Linked DNA regions of Mus musculus: region 2 is linked to region 1. The links are chromatin contacts, called in public HiChIP or PLAC-seq maps. All regions are on one chromosome and are shown on one strand. The core of a region is the stretch at or near the end of the contact, and the rest is flanking DNA. Distances in the headings are between cores, read along the strand shown.

Region 1 (3,752 bases), core at 258-2,757:
AGAAGTTGGAGTAGCCCTATAGTGACTGTCATGACAGGGAAGTTGAAAACCCAGCCATTATTTTGTCCACAAAATTCCTGGATGCCTCAGGAATCTCCAATCTGTGATTAAAAACCTGGAAGTTCCTTAGTTCACAATGGGAGCCTGTAAAAGTAAATTCTGCTATCAGGGGTGGAATCACCACCATCATCGTGGTCAGCAGCAGCAGCAGCAGCAGCAGCAGGCCATCTCAGTTGCAAGAGGGAAGGCCAAGCAAGCAGAGAATGAGCCATCTTCTTTCTGCCATGTGCTTTTTAAGAAGTCTGTACTGCAACCCATACACGGTGGTCTTCCCATGTGGATCGAGGCAACCGGGACAGTACTTCAGGTGAGGCCCCTACTTAGGTGATCCTAATTTTGGCATGTTGACACTAAAGCCAACCCTAATACCAGGTAAGATGAGCTGCTTGCCTTAAACAGCTCATTTGCTCATGCTGGCGCCCTCACCGATCAGCCAACGCTCGGCCTCTCCCAGACTCCAGTCTTGGGGGAATTTAGTCAATAGTAGATTCTTAAGCTGCCTGAAACCAAGGGATTCCTCATAGCCAATTACCAAGATGTCACTTGCTTGTCCCTGTTTTCTATTCTTCCACCTGCCTGGCTTCCTAAGAGTGAGGACGGGGGCTTTGTCCTGTCTATCCACAATAGATCCTGGTGTGCAGAATGCTAAACATAAATGTGAGCTAAAGAATTCATTCATATATTGCAATAGTAGTGTATCTGGAAAGCAGAATTCAGTAACAAGATGTTCTCATTTTGGGGGGATGGTTGCGTGTGTGTGTGTGTGTGTGTGTGTGTGTGTGTGTGTGTGAGAGAGAGAGAGAGAGGGGGGGGGCAACCATTTTAGCTGTGAGGAAAGATCCCATGAACTTATTATACCTTCCAATAAAACAAGGACAGACCTTCCTTTCCTGGCTAGCTTAATCTGTGAACTTGACCCACCTTGTAATCTCAACTGAGGGATTGCCTAGGTCAGGCTGACTATATCTTGATTGTTAATTGATGTATGAAGCTCAGCCCACTGTGGAGCAAACCATTTCTGGAGCAGGTGGTTTGGGGATGAATAAGCAATCTAGTTAATGCCAGGTGTGATGGCTGGAGGCACAGGCCTTTAACCCCAGCACCTGTGGGGCAGAAGCAGACGAGTTTCTGAGTTTGAGACCAGCCTTGGTCTACAGAGTCCCAGGACAGCCAGCATCAGACAGAGAAATTCTGCCTTGAACAACAAAACAAAATCAAAACTAAGCCCACTCAGTCAGTCAACAGGTTCTCCAATGTGGGAGTGAAGATTAAAAAGAAAAAAGACAGACAACATTGTAGCATGACCCCTGTCAATTCTGAGACTGATGGCAGGTTTAATTTTTCCCAATTCACTTTTATACCATTTTAATTACATGCAGGTATTTAGGGCGAGCAGTACAATGAAGGATTAAGCAAGACAATAGTCAAGGAACAAGCAAGACAATGAACACACAGCCCCAAGATCACTCCAGTGACGCTGTTTCTAAGGATGATCAAGATATCTGAGCCTACTTCTTTGTTCTACCCTAAAACCAGATTCTTACTTCCTTGTCCTTGGCCAATGGCAGGTCCCTGCCTGGACTTACCTCTTTGTCATGGCCTGATGTCAGATTCCTGCCTGGACTTATTTCTCAGTCAGGGCCTAATGACAGATTCCTGCCAAGCGGTACCCCAAAAGGCTCTCTCCACAAAACAAAACAAGAACAAAAAAATCTAGTAAGCTGAGCTTCAGAACAAACCAGCAAACCGCATCCCCTCAGGGTCTCTGCTTTTAGTTCCTGTTGAGCTTCTTCCCCGACCTCCCTCAGTGATGAACTCTGACCTGGAAGTGTAAGCCAAACACAGTCCTTTCCTTCTCTGAGCTGCTTTTGGTAAAAGTGTCTTTACCACAGCAACAGAAGGCAAAGTAGGCCACTCCCCAGACTTTATAAATATTAAGTCTCTGTGTTTGTGTTTGACTGTGTTTTAATCTCTGTGTGGGCATGCGTTGTTTCTGTATGGTGTGCATATGTAGGTCAGAGGACAACCTTGGGTATGTCAGCTCTCACCTTTCACCTTGTTTGAGACATGATCTCCTGTTTGCCATTGTCTACACCAGGGTAGCAGGCCTGGGCGTGTCTAAGAATTCCCCTATCTCTGCCTCCTAGGCCACCATGGATATGCTGGGGTCTTTATGGTTCCTGACTCAGACCCTCAGACTCTAGAGCCAAGAGCTTTACCAATGAGCCATCTCCTCAGCCACTTTTTTTTTTTTAAAGTTGCACCAATTTGAACCATTCTTTCTGTTGTCTGGGTTTTCTCTTCTTTTCTTTCTTATTGGTACTTCCTAGAAGAGAACAGGCTTTTGTCTATAGAATTTTGCAGGTACCAACAAGGGAGGAAGCCATGGGGGTGGTGACAAGATGTTGGAAGGGTGAAGTGGGCATAGGGTGGCTAGAGCCAAATGTGCCAGTTGGCAAAGTTTGGGGCAGTATTCTTGCTGCCCCTGAAATTCAAGGTGGAGCCAGGGTTGTGCAGTGAATTTCATGGGTCAAAAAGCTGGTCAGTGGTGGTTGGTATATGCCTTTAATTTGAGCACTTGGAAAGCAGATGTAGGCAGATCTCTAAATTCGAGGCCAGCCTGGTCTATGAGTGAGTTCCAGCACAGCCAGGGCTACACAAAGAAATCCTGTATCAAAAAACAAACAAAACAAAACAACCCCCAGACCAGTTTATTTTACACTAACTTTTGGCAACACCCCTTGCGCCTTACACTGTACTGTTGCTGAGTTGGTTTTTGTGAATCTTTGGGCAGGGAGGGCTCAGTCCCCTGCTGATTCCAGGACCTGAGTATACGGGCCTCACACAGTGGGGAGCCAGAGCTTTGCATCAGGTTCTGAACTCTTTATTATCAGCACCTGCAGCTTCAGGCTGTGGGCCAACAGTCCCATGGCACTTTCCATAGGTTGAGCCAAGCGGCCTTGAAGCACGTGAACACCTCTGTGCCCTTTAGGGTGAGCATGAGGCTGGCTACCTGGGATCAAGGGCACTGCAGTTCAGCCTAAAAGGAAGCTTCACACAGGTACCAGCGGGCATAGGTCACAGGCTGGGCCTCTCTGAGCAATGTGTGGGACCCCTGTGCGGTGTCTACACTGTTCACAGCACTGTGGCAAGAGGACCAACATTTAGCTGTTCGTACAATGTGCATTAGTGTCTCACACATACACACACACACACGTGTGTGTGTGTGTGTGTGTGTGTGTGTGTGTGTGTGTGTGTGTGTGTGTGTGCTAGGGGAGTTGGTTCTTTCCTATCCACCATGTGTGTCCCTGGAGTTGAATTTTGGTTGTCAGGTTCTGAGAGAGGATCCTATGCTTGCAGAGCCATCCTGCTGGCCGACAACGTTTGAATTTAAAAGAACAAATATTATCAGCAAGGAATAAAAGAAGAATAATGTGTTTTTATAAAGCTGGCAGGCAATGCCAGGAGGCACAGTTGTTCAAGTCAAGAGAAGAGCACCCTGGGAGTGTCACATGTCCTCTTGAGTGGGATTGAGCAGAATGTGCAAGGCAGAGGTGAGGGTGGGACAGAGAGAAGCTGAGGCTAGATCATAAATGGGATTTTAGCATTAAGAAGAGCAATTGACAAGTTTTACAGGGACTGGCTACAACAGGAAATACTTTGTGCCTTTGAATGGGCCTGTGCGCTTCTTA
Region 2 (3,876 bases), core at 1,146-3,645, 150 kb before region 1:
ACAGGAGCAACGGAGTTCAATCACAGGCACTTAGGAAAACGCCAGGCCGTGGTTGTACGCTCTTTCTACACCAGGGAGGGGGAGCCAGGCAGATTTCTCAGGAAGCCTCAGGTCCCAGTGAGAGACCAGGTATCAGAAAACAGGATAAATGGCACCGAGAAAGAACAACGCCCAAGTTTGTCCTCTGGCTTCCACACAATGTACATGCATACACATGAAAACACATATCTGCACATGCTTAGAATGCATGCATGTACACACAGGAACACATACATGCACATACATAGAGCATACTCCCTAGCTGTTCACAATACTCACATGCATGCACATGCGCACATGAATACATGTACACACACATGCACACACACACACACTCACGACACCCAAGTTTGTTCTCTGGCCTCTACACAATGCACATGCTCACACACAAAAATACATACCTGCACATGCTTAGAATGTGCACATGCACACATAGGAACACATACATATACATACATAGAGTGTATCCCTTAGTTCTCCCCTACACTCATACCATGCTTGTACATACACACATGCATACACACACACACACACACACACACACACACACTGAAGTGTCAGCCCTGGGTTTATGCCTAGCACTGAAAGTGGCATTTGTAGAGTGGATGGCTTTAGAAGAAATGGAAATGGGTAAGGTTTCTACTGAGGAGCCAAGAACAACACCCTCAGTAGTTCCCGGTGCCTCCTCAAAGCTTGCATCTCTGCTGCTGTCTTTCTGGCTCAGGTAATCACACAGCAAACAGCCCTAGCTCTGAAGGAAGGTACTGCGTGTATATGTGCTGCACTTGGGTTTGAGGTAGACAGCTCTTATCACCAGCAGCATCCTGGGAACTGGGAGCCAGAGGCTATATGTTCTTCCCATGGAGACCTTGTTCCAGTTAAGCCCTGGCCAGCTAACGGACAGGAACAGTGGTGGCGGTCGGGGAGGGGCTTGGCTCAGCATTCACGGAAAGACAGTGTAGAAACATCTCTTCCTGAACTGCTTTCCCGGATGAGAATGGTTTTCTTCCCATTGCACTTGCAGGGAAGCATCTTCCTGGGCCTTTAGTAAGCACACACAACTCCTGGACTCTCCCTCTGGCATGGAGGAAGAGGGCCATCCTCTGAGGCACTTGTGAGACCCAGCCTGGGCATGAGGTGTGCTGATGGGTGACCATGAGTCACCCCCTGGGAAGGGAATGTGCTAGACCCAGCTTTCCAATGCCGTGTCTCCCATGTTGCCTATACAGGAAGGAGGGTGGAGGAGGCTATGGCTCAGCCTGTAGCTGAAGTCCAGCAAGCTCTCCTCACAGAGGAAGGCACCCAGTGAGCTCAGCCCTCAGGGAGGCTTGGCCAGCATCCTCACTTGTGTGAGAGGAGATTTTGACACCTGTCACCAGTCACTTTGTCTTTGTCCCTGCTCCTCAGTTTTGCTTTCACAGAGCTGGTCCTGGGCTTCCAACCTTCCTACCTGACTCTTTCCTAAGATGGAGCAGGGCTTCAGGGGCTGTGTCACTTGGGTCAGGAAGCCAGGCTCTGTTGCCTGAGATCAGCCTGTGCTGGGTAAGCCACTGCTGTCTTCATCTGTGACAGGGAGAATGTAGGAGACTTAATGAGTCTGTGTTTGCCAAGCTCTTTGAAGACTCTCAGAGCTCATGAAAGCCTGTGCTCATTATAGTGAAAGCTATAGCTGCTCTGGGCTTTAATGTTGTTCTTCCCTTGGAGGCCTGACAGGCTAGCTCTCACTCACATGGGTAAGACCTCAGTGGGTGCAGAAAGATGGGGGTGGGAAGAAGTGGTATGCATGCTCTAAGTGCATGTGGGGTGTGTGTGTTTATGTGTATGTGTGGGGGGGGGCTGTGGGGGAGGGGTACATGCAGTATGTGTGGTGTGTATATATATGTGTGTGGTCTGTTGTATATATAGTATGTATGTATGTATATTATATGTGTGTGTGCTGTGTATGTATGTATAATATGTGTGTGTGTGTGTGTGTGCGCTGTGTATGTATGTATGTATGTGTTGTATGTCTTATAGTGTGGTACAATGTGGGTAGTGTGTGGTATGGTTGGTGTGTTGGGGTGCGTGGTATATGGTATGTGGGGATGTGTGTGGTGTGTGGGTATGTGGTATGATGTGGTGTGTGTGCCCTGGTGTGTGTGTGTGGTGTGGTATGTGTGTGAGGGATATGGGTCTGTGTATGTCGTGTGGTGTGTGTGTGTCATGTGGTGTGTGTTGTATGTTGTGTGTGCTGTGGTGTGCGTGTGCAGGGTATACGTGTCTAGTGCGTGGACCTGGGCTTCACTCCCGCAGTGACTGTAAGGGGACAAAATCCCTTGCTTAGGTGCTGGCTCTGGCGGCAGCAGTGAACTTTTGTTCTGAGAACACCACCCACACACAGTCGGTTGCTGCCAGGAGCTGTGCCGCCCACACAGGATCAGTCAAGCCGGCATGAAAGAAATGAGCTTCCAACTGGCTCCAGTTTAAGTTTCTTTTCTTCCCTCCTCTGGAACAGCTTGAAATTGCTTCTCTTCTTTGTTGGGATCCCTGGAAAACTTCACCTCTCCTCCACCTCCAGTGTACTCCCTCCCTCCACCTCCTACCCCCTCCCCTCTCCTCCCCTAGCCTCGACCCACACCCACCTGTCCCCAGTCCAGGGATCCAGAAGCTGATCTGCACCCTTCACCATCTGATCCCGGGCTCACTGTTGCCCCTCAGTGCCCTGCAAGTCTAGCAGATTCTAGATGAAGCTGGGCAGAGGCAGGCCTGCACTGCCTACAGGTGAGAGGCTTGTTAGGGTGAGGACCAGAGATAATCCTTCACACCATCAAGGAGCTGGTGTCCCGAATTTCAAGCAAGGTTTCCTCGTTCTTCCCGGGGCAAGCAGGCCCTTTAGACTCCATTCTCTGGGCTTGAGAGCACACAGTGACACTTTCCACCGAAGCTCCAGGTAGACAAAACAGAGAGGAAGGTGCACCGAATAGGGTTAGCAACCAGGGCACACTAGGTTGTGAGGAGGCACGCTGGGGAGGCAGTGCATGAGAGCTGGACCTACCTGCTGCTGCTGCCTCTGTGTGCTGCCTGGGAGTGGGGTGGGTGTGGGTGTGGTTATGGGAAGGGCTTCTCCTGTCTGCCTTTTTTTTTTTTTTTTTTTTTTTTTGCCACCTTCTTTTACTGGCTACCAGCAGCAAGGTGGTCCAAGGCTTTTCTAAAAATTGAGGTATTGAGGTGGGTTGTTGCTCAGTGGTTAGAGTACTTGCCTAGGTACCAAACCTGGTTTCTTCTTATCACATTAAGATGTCTACGATATCCCACAATGCCCCACACTAAACATGGTTTGAAAAGTTCACATTAGGGGCTGGAGAGATGGCTCAGTGGCTAAGAGCAATGACTGCTCTTCCAGAGGTCCTGAGTTCAATTTCCAGCAACCATGTGGCTCACAACCATCTGTAATGGGATCTGACGCCCTCTTCTGGTGTGTCTGAAGACAGCGACAGTGTACTTACATACATAAAATAGTCCACTCAGTTCACAGGTGTGGGATCCTGGCACTCCTCCTTTTGTTTCTGGCCTCGGTGGCTTGCCAGCTGCGTCATGCCATGCACCCAAGCTCTGCTCCATCTCAGGTCCAGTAACTACTTCACCCTGTGACTGGGAGACTTCCCATTTCGTTGTTTTTTCTCATCAGCAATGGATGGCTGTGACCTTTAAGTGCTCTTGCTTAGCAGGATCCACCTTGTTTTTCCTTCTTCCTCCGGTGAGCTGGTAGGCTCTGTGTAGTGTCCTGACTGAGTAAATCCCCACACAGCACCTGAGAACTGGGATATCGGCACCATGACATTTGCTGTGAATATGTGT

What was found. HiChIP or PLAC-seq counts read pairs in DNA pulled down with a chosen protein or histone mark.
Region 2: an H3K27ac HiChIP or PLAC-seq map of embryonic stem cells shows a contact between it and region 1, with 9 read pairs. The contact joins two enhancer-like sites. A contact is called at or near these places in 2 of 484 Hi-C or Micro-C datasets (double positive thymocytes and embryonic fibroblasts) and 3 of 115 datasets of contacts at active chromatin or transcription factors (embryonic fibroblasts, embryonic stem cells and stem cell-derived neural progenitor cells).

Annotation. Positions count from the first base shown.
Region 1 is chr16:95,622,411-95,626,162 of GRCm38.p6, reverse strand. No RefSeq gene overlaps it. Among named protein-coding and RNA genes, the nearest start is that of Gm31845, 44 kb to the left of the region's middle. Within about 2 kb of position 1,507, at least 9 of the 459 cell types and tissues checked have an H3K27ac peak or open chromatin away from gene starts, as enhancers often do. A contact at or near this core is called in embryonic stem cells, where this site is marked.
Region 2 is chr16:95,768,425-95,772,300 of GRCm38.p6, reverse strand. All of the region lies in intron 1 of Gm32130 (a long non-coding RNA gene), which reads left to right. Among named protein-coding and RNA genes, the nearest start is that of Gm41509, 28 kb to the left of the region's middle. Within about 2 kb of position 2,395, at least 123 of the 459 cell types and tissues checked have an H3K27ac peak or open chromatin away from gene starts, as enhancers often do. A contact at or near this core is called in embryonic stem cells, where this site is marked.